2 separate regions of the Sus scrofa genome follow, and region 1 is linked to region 2. A link is a contact called in public Hi-C data. All regions are on one chromosome and are shown on one strand. Each heading gives the region's core, a stretch centred on a gene start, on an enhancer-like site or on the middle of the called end of the contact. The rest is flanking DNA. Distances are from core to core; before and after follow the strand shown.

Evidence for each region. A called contact is a pair of places that touch in the nucleus more often than the background predicts.
Region 1: a Hi-C map of liver shows a contact between it and region 2, with 1.6 times the contacts expected there. The contact joins two enhancer-like sites. A contact is called at or near these places in 3 of 47 Hi-C or Micro-C datasets (all in liver) and 1 of 2 datasets of contacts at active chromatin or transcription factors (skeletal muscle).

Annotation. Positions count from the first base shown.
Region 1 is chr6:155,964,971-155,969,276 of Sscrofa11.1, reverse strand. No RefSeq gene overlaps it. Among named protein-coding and RNA genes, the nearest start is that of PLPP3, 170 kb to the right of the region's middle. Within about 2 kb of position 2,161, at least 9 of the 83 cell types and tissues checked have an H3K27ac peak or open chromatin away from gene starts, as enhancers often do. A contact at or near this core is called in liver, where this site is marked.
Region 2 is chr6:155,835,274-155,839,547 of Sscrofa11.1, reverse strand. The region is part of intron 1 of PLPP3 (phospholipid phosphatase 3); the gene reads right to left. Among named protein-coding and RNA genes, the nearest start is that of PLPP3, 37 kb to the right of the region's middle. Within about 2 kb of position 2,362, at least 15 of the 83 cell types and tissues checked have an H3K27ac peak or open chromatin away from gene starts, as enhancers often do. A contact at or near this core is called in liver, where this site is marked.

The DNA.
Region 1 (4,306 bases), core at 912-3,411, 130 kb before region 2:
CCACTGTCTGGCCTGGTTTAAATGAACAAACAATCTCACATCTAATGCATGGCAGAGAGGAGATGCAAACTCAGGTCAGTCTAATCCCCAAACTCATAGGTTTTCCCCACCCAGTTGAAACCTAACTAAAATTAGATAGTGCAGCCCCCTCTAATTCCCCCAACATACGTGTTCTACAGCCCCCCATTACATATGGGCTCACTCTCAGCCAGGAATTCGTATCTCCCTCGAAGACTGAGACTCTATTTTATTCCGCAAAATTATCAATCTCAGGGAAAACACTCAACCCATTGATTTTGGTGAAAGCACTCTGGAGCGACAGCCATAAGCAGGGGGCTTTCCTGGGCTCAGGACACTGGCTTTGGGGAATGGCAAAAAAAAACACTTTGTAACTCAGTTCAGGAGAAAAATTCCTGGAAATTTGAGCAAGACGGTTTGTTTCTTACTCATAAAACTGTACTGAGCCAACTCTCATTCTTCTGTCAATATTTGTGGGCTGAAAACATGACAAACCACCCGCTGTGCTGGTCAAAATGTGGACATTAGCTGATAAAGACAAAATCCCCTGGGAGCAAAACAGAAGTGTCATGACTGGCTCTAGGATAACTTTTCCCTATCTTGGAAGGTTCCACCACATGATGGGCAGAGCTCTTGTGTCAGCGGAACCCAGGAGGCCCTCCCCCCTTCCGCTACCCAGAGTTGAGTCCAAAACATGAAGGGATATGTATGTCAACCTAAGGAGTTTGGACATTAATACCAATAACGCCACTTACTGAGGACCTTCTTTGTGGCTGGTCCAATGTATCTCTCTAATCCCGAAAGCTAAAAATTAATGCAACCTTGTTATGAATTTGAAAAATGATGGCAGGAAGTTAAAGCACATACCTTGGCCATCGTCAGCTGCTAAGTGACAGAGACGGAGTCAAACCTATTCTTTTTTGCTTGGGTCTCCCTGGCCTCCTGCCCTGGGCCCAGCCACTTTCATCTCTCTCTGGAGTAGCTTGGAAGGGGGTCTCCCTGTTTCCTCTTTTTCCCTCCCGCAGTGTAGAGTAATCTTTCAAATGTAAATCAGGCTATATCAGCCTTCTGCTGCAAATCTTTCCATGGCGGTGGGTATTGCTGCTACTTCCCAGCTTCCATCCTGCCCACCCATCTTCCCTTGGGTTCTGTCAATCCCAGGAGTATCCCTTTGGCCCTGCTGCAGGACTTGGTCATTGAGGCCTTGCGTTCTCTTGGTCATGGACATTGGGCTGCAGAGACTGGGCACGGTACCAGGAGAGGCCATTAACACAGACCTGAATACTGTTTGAGGTGGTAGGGAGTAAAATTCTGTTCTCTTCCTTGCTCTCACTCTCTCTTCCCAGAACATGAATGAAAAAGCACAGCCCCCGAGTCTGCAGGCAGCCACCTTGTGACCTTGCGGGAAACCAGTGTGAGGAGCGTGCTGGCCTGTGGGAGGAAGACCAGCCGGGGAAACATAGGACCACAAAGCTGGAGCCCTGACAAGACCACATCTAAAGCCTCACCCCCTTTCAACCTTTCAGTTACGGGGAACCAATAAACCCTCTTTACTGTCCACATCAGTGTGGGCTGGATTCTCTACAACTCACCCCAGAAAGTTTCCTGGGTGATTCGAACACCTCCCCGTGTACTCTGAGTGGCATCTGGATGCCCTTCTCTGGTATTAAACCTCTAAGATCAATGAGTGGTGAGGGCAGGGGCTGGGCTTCCATTTCCCCTATACTACCAGCCCCTCACATCTGTCTAGCACACAGCAGGCACTCTAAAGTTTTTGTTTTCTGAATGAGTAAACCTCTCTCTGTGAAGTTATGTGCTTCCCTCCCAGAGGCAGCGCATGCTGCTGAGTCCCGCTGCACCACGAGTTGGACCCACCTCTCTGCAGGTGGGCTGCATTTTACTAGTTTTGTTAGATGTCCAGCCCCCATCAGTGTCCTGCAGGAGGTCAGCTCCAGGGAGGGCTTGGCAGTTCTGGGGGTGGCAGCGAGCTTGCGCAAGAGGCAGGCCATGTGAACACTTCCCCAGAAGGAGGACCTCTGGAACAGGCTGGAATTCTCGCAAATAAAGCAGGAGAGGACTCAGAGCCACTGGGATCCGGGCGGCAGTGAATGTAACCAGTGAGGCGCTGGGATGGTCCAGGTGTGGGTCAGAGGAACGGTTAGCTCCTTTTGTTCAGGTAACCTGCAGGCCCCTGCTGGCCTCAGGCCCTCCGCCTTCCTGTTTCCTCTGCCTGATCACCCAGTTACTGTGCTCAGAGACCAAATTTTGACTTGATTATCTGCAGAGGGCTTACCAATATCTGATTTTGTTTATTTTTCTCTGCTCCACCCTCCAAAATATAAGCTCCATGAGAGCAGAGACCTTGATTGTCTGGCTCTCCCACTCTGTCAATAAACATGCAATAAATCAACTCAGAGTTGCCCTGCCCCCTCCACTCAGAGACCCACCCCCTTAAAGGGCCCGCTCAGTCTCTTCGGGGACCATCACTCAAAGGTGACTTCCTCAGGGAGGTCTCGCCCCCTCACGTGGAGAAACCCCTTCCCCCCAACCACTCTCTGTCAAGGCCTATATGTTTCCTTCTGACCCTGATCACGATGTACAATTATCTCACGTTTTTAGGTTTGCTTGTTTGTTATCTACTTTCTCAAATGCATGTCAACTCTGTCATTCCCTGCTGAGTCTCTAAAGGCGAGATCCCTTCCAGCCATCAGGTGCTCAGCAAACTTTTAAGCAATGAATGAAGGGAAGATGGAGAGAGGGAGGGAATTTCCAGGGCTCTGGAAGGGGTAGACAGGAGGAGGTAAGGCAAGGAGGAGTCAAGGTTGAGTCAAGGTTGATTTCAGAGCGACTTCCGGCAGGTAAACAGGGTGAGTTTTGCCTTGAGGAAAGCATAGGTCTGCCATATTGTGAAGGGCTCTAAATAGCTCTTCTGGTGAAGTTCAAATCTGAACCCAGTTCTGATTCATTTCCCAGTTTCCTTTCTGCTGAATCATGCAGCTTTCCTGCTGAAAATGCCTCTACGTATATGCCTGAAGGACCCACAATGTACCCTACCCCCAGTCCAGATTCTTAAAAGGTGGAGACTGGCTGTTTGCGAAACCATAACTGAGTTTCTGGGTTTGTCTGCCTTCACAATGTTTCAATTAAACCGCTTTAATGAGGGACAAGCAGCCAATACCAGCCTGATATTTGAAAAGTCTCTCCACGCCTTTGTGCTACAGCCAGGCCTCTGGCTTCTCTCTCTCTCAATTATTACCTTAACCATGCCCTGGAGACCTAAGGAGCCAGTTTATTTTGACTGGGAGATTGTTAAACTGCAGGAGGCACATCTGAGACCCTGCCAGGCTGTGATTTCCACTGCTCCACATGGCCACAGGGTGCTGAGAATAGCTAAGGCCGCTTCCTGCTGGAGGAGGAAACGGCAGTTTCCTCAACTCCCGGAAACATGGCTTCCGCTCTGGTGCCTAGCTCCGTGTTAACCAATTAGACAGCCTCTTCCCACCCCAAACCTCCAGAGACCTGGCCGAAGCCTATAGAAGACATCCTGTTTCCCCTGAGGAAGTGGCCCAGCTTGAAGGAGCCTCTAGGGTATCGGAGTGAAGGGTGAGTAGGGAGCAGGGCAGGAAAGGAATGACCAGCGGGAATAAGAATAGTTATCCAGTGTCAGCTAAGTACCATGCCCCCATCACGCCCCCTTATCCTGATGCTCAGAGAATAAGTGACTTGACCTAAACTCTCACTGGCCTTCGACCGTCCAAAGTCATCGAAGACAGAAAATTCAGTCCTTTTCTTGTTTCTACAGAAAATGTGCTCACACCACACATTTCAGGAATGTAGATACATTGCTGTCCTCTGCAATGTATCTACACAGAGAACTGTATTTCCTGGCAAGCAGACTCCTGGAGATGGCTTTGGAGCCAGCTTCCTGGATTCAAATCCTGCCCCATACTCGCTGTCCCCATCAGCCATAGCTTTTTGCATGGGTCAGGTTCTCTGGGCATCAGTTTTCCCTCAATCTAGGGAAAGAGTGGTACCCACCTCATCGAGATTCAGAGATAAAGCATTTAGAGCAGACAGAGCATGTAGAGCATAGTTCAGTACCAAATAAATATTCATTATTGTTTTATTCTGCTTCCTCCTCCCTTTCAGAAGGAAAAAAAAAAAAAGTTTCCTTGTCTCATGAAGAATAATGCTGCCCCTTCTCTGAAATCTTGGCATCGGCCAGTATCCATGCTGTTGGAATTTCAACTTCTATAAGAATAGCCCTTATCAGGGCAAACCTCTGAGT
Region 2 (4,274 bases), core at 1,113-3,612:
CCCAGGTGTACACAAAACACCAGGTTCACGTGGCAGTAAAGTAAACGACCTGGGGGCTGGCAGGACATCAGACACCTGGAAGGCCAAAGTTCAACATAGTCAAAAAGCCAAGACTGGAGCCAGATGTAGGGCCAAACATGAAGAGCTGAAGCAGAACAAAATCCTGCTGGGAGGCAACCCAAGGCCGCCAGGGCACGCCAAGCTAAGCCACCAAACAGCACGGTCCAAGTTCTGGGTCAAAGGTGACAAACTGGCAGCCCATGGCCAAATCTGGCCTGCAGAAATGCTCTGTTTGGCCCACCCAGTGTTTAAGGTTTTTTACATTAGTTGTTAATAGGAGGTCTCATGTAACATTCAGATTTCGGCTTTTTAAGCCGGCGCTACAGCATGTGGTCAGCAACATACGCAGTGGTGGCAACACAGGCTCACTTTCTCCAGGGCACCACTGTTCCCCACCATCTCTCTGACACCAAGGCTGCATACCAGTTCCACTGCCATTGCTTTAGTACTGGCAACCTTCCTATACTGGTCTACTTCTGTCACTTCCATTACCTACCTGGCCCCTGGCTTTTCTACCCCTGTTCTGGAGAACATAAAAGTCCTTGCTGAACCTATAAAAATAGAAGTAATTAACTCTTGGAGTTCCCACTGTGTCTCAGCAGGTTAAGAATCTGACTAGTATCCATGAGGACGCAGGTTTGATCCTTGGCCTCGCTCAGTGGGTTAAGGATCTGGTGTTGCCTTGAGCTGTGGTGTAGGCTGCAGACCTAGCTTGGATCTGGCATTGCTGTGGCTCAGGTCCAATTCAATGCCTAGCCTAGGAACTTCCATATGCTGCAGGCACAGCCCTAAAAAGACCAAAAAAAAAAAAAGAAGAAAGAATTAACTCTTGGTTCAGCAATGTCTTCTGTGATAAGTAATGACCACATCAGACATACGTATACATATGTGTATCGGTATGTGATGGTGTCTTTGACTATGTCTCAATGTTAACCCAAGACTGTGCCCCCATCTATGTTTTCAAATCCCCAAATTGGAGTTCCTGCTGTGGCGCAGCAGAAATGAATCCAATTTGTATCCATGAGGATGCATGTTCGATCCCTGGCCTTGTTCAGTGGGTTAAGGATCCGGCATTGTCACTGTTGCGGCTCAGGTCACTGCTGTGGCACAGGTTCCATCCCTGGCCTGGGAATTTCTGTATGCTCTGGGAGCAGCCAAAAAAATAAACAAAAAATAAAATCCATTGGATATTTGTGAGTGTTACAAATCTTACTCTAAATGGAGTCAGGCATATTTCAGGAATATGCTGGTAAAATTTTGGAGAGATCTTAGGTGTCATTTACTCCATTTACTAGACGGGAAGGCTGACATCCCCCCCACACACACACCCCCTAGTATTCTAATTACTCCTTGTTGGTAAGTGTCCTTGCTAGCTGAGAGTCTCTTCAGAAAAGGATCCATATATTTTATTCACCAGCACAAAGAGCAATTCATGACACTTAGTGGGTGTTCAACAAACATGTATTGAACAAATGTATAGAAAATGGACTAAAATTCAGAAGATAGGGCTCTTCCCCCAGTACACTCTTTGACCCTAGATCTGCCCCCACCCTGTTACTTCTGAATTTAATTTCTTCTTTCTCATATCCCAAATCCTATCTCTCTAACACAATCCCCCAAAGCCACACAGGACCACATGCCCTCATAAGGAGCAGACAATTGCATCAGGAATATCTTATGGAGAACTTAACCAGCTTCAAGTCTCAGAAGGGTGGTGGTTGGACGGGTTGATCTATCTTTAGGACACTTAATCTTCACCAGCTGCCCAGATTTTTCGCGTCATGAAACTATCAGAAAATACTCTGAAGGGGTAAACTGAGGGGATGCTGCCCAGTGACTCAGCTGCCACTGCCACCCTGCCCTGCAGGCCCAAGGGCTAAGGATCCCTTTCAGCAGCACCCCCACCCCAACTAATCTATTTGCTGTGATCCTCTGGGGAATCGCTGCCCTGAAGAAAATTCCCAACAAGAAGAGCGCTGATTTCAAGAAAGCAGCTCAGACCTGGGTGTGCAAACCAGTTTTGCCACTTACAATCTGAGCGATCTTCAGCAAATTGCTGAACTTTTTGAGTCCCAGTTGTGAAAAAGAGGACACCAACAGCCACTTTGAAGAGGATGAAATACCATGGGGTAGGTATTGAACAAAGGTTAGTTCCCTGCACTCCTAATCCTGAAAATCGACTCTCTGGCCTGTTTACATGATGCCAATCAACCGGCTGGACTGGTTTCCTCAAAGAAGGTGGCGAGATGAAGCAGGACAGGGCTGTGTCAGCTCAGACAAGGACGGTGACGCGACCTGCACAAGACTGGAGCCACTCCAGTGCGTGGTGCAGAAGACAGCCCTCTCCCCAGGAGCAGGCTCCCCACTCCCAGCCCTGTCAATGTTCCTTTTGTAAAGCACAGAAACCTTCTTCAAATCTGACAGCTGCCACCTGCACAAATAATTCAGGGATGTAATTTCGTAACTGAATCCAAGCCCTGAAAGCTGAAAAGTTTGAAGTCCAAAATAATCCCTTTGACCTTCTGCCTAAACACTCACTAATCACTTTTTAATTTGTAGTTTATTTCCTCTCTCTGTGCTGTCCTTAGAGGCGGTATTTTTATTTTAGCCGTACCCAGGGAGTGAGTGGCATTACGGAACACCTGATTAAAGCAGAAGTCAAACGTCTCTCCCAGACATCTGAGGCTTGCTTGGTGCATCCCCCCCCCCCACCAGAGTTCTCCAAATTGCACTGGGTGGTGAGAAAGTGAAGGAGAAAAAGGCTGCTTCGAAGGCGGAAACTCCTCATGGAGAGAATTATGAGCTACAGAAATTAATATGTAGTGGTCCCTGCTCTCTAAGAAGGCACACGCTGGGGACAATTCCCCTCGATGCCATGTGACAGGAACGTCCACGGAGGCATTTCTAAAATGTTCAGGGAGCACAGAGGACGCCCTTTAGCACAAGTCTTGGCAGCCAAGAGGCAGACGCAATACCAGTTGATTGACTGACAGAGTAAATGCATTTCAATGATTCCTGGCTGTCATTTGAATACCAATGACGTATTTAAAGCAAGACCAAAAAAAAAAAAAAAAAAGTCCAGAACCAAAAAGCAGCCCCCCTCTAAAAAAAAAAAAACTGCTTCTGTGTTCCACCCTCATCTCCTTCCCACCTTTTACTCCTGAGGAAAAATGAGAAAAGCCGTTTGAGGGAGACCCTCTAATTCCTAAAACACACACACTGAGAAGATGCTAAAAAGGAAAAACAGAGCTAAAAAAAGTGATTCATTCCAGAAGAAATTTCTTCCTCAGAGGAAAAGAGTTTCTAACTGAAGCACCGCTAGGATTGCTATAGATTGTAGTTAGTTGTAGCCCAGATAGATATATTGGGGTCATTCTACTTTGTTCTAGTAAATTAGCCAACGTTTCACCGACTGAGCAGAGCCGCCTGTGGACTGAGCTGGGTGAGCTCCGCCAGGATCCTGGGGAGGAAATTGACTTCCAGGCCAGTGTTCAGTGAAGTAAGGCCTGAGAGCACGGAGAAGACAGCACAAATGAGTTTGGGGTAGTTTAGTTCTCTAGCCAAGTCCACCTTACAAAACAAATACTAACCAATGATAACTGATAACAAAAAAGTTGTATCCATGAGTATTCATTCTGCTACTAACTATATCATCGCACTTCCGCTCCCTGGGGCTCCTTTCTTCACATGCAAAATGAACGAGGCCTTACCACACAGGTCTTATGGACCTTCCTAAGTTTAGTTGTTTTTTTTTCACTTAAAAAAAAAAATTTTTAGCCACACCTGGGGCATGTGAAAGTTCCTGGGCCAGGAATCAAACCCGAGCCACAGTTGCACAGATGCAGCAATACCAGATCCTTAACCCGCTGCACCACGCAGGAACTTCTGCTGGAGTTTTCACCTTTATCCAAGGAGTGCAGGGCATTTTCTGAATAAACTGAAGACTGTGTTTCCATGGCATCCTTACATAGAGCTGGGCATCACCACCTGCCCACTACCCTGGCTCAGGCAACTGAGGGGCACACTCCTTTTAAGTCTGTGGAGGTAGCCTGGCCAATCAGAGCCCTCCAGAGCTCATTTATAAAGAACAGCTCCAGAAAACATCGCTACATCTGTAGACCTTCAGATATCAGCCAAATTCATGATTGGCAGCTCTTGGCTCAGTCAAAGCAGGAGGTATCTGCAACGCTGCGGTGTGGATTAGAGGCAAGTGG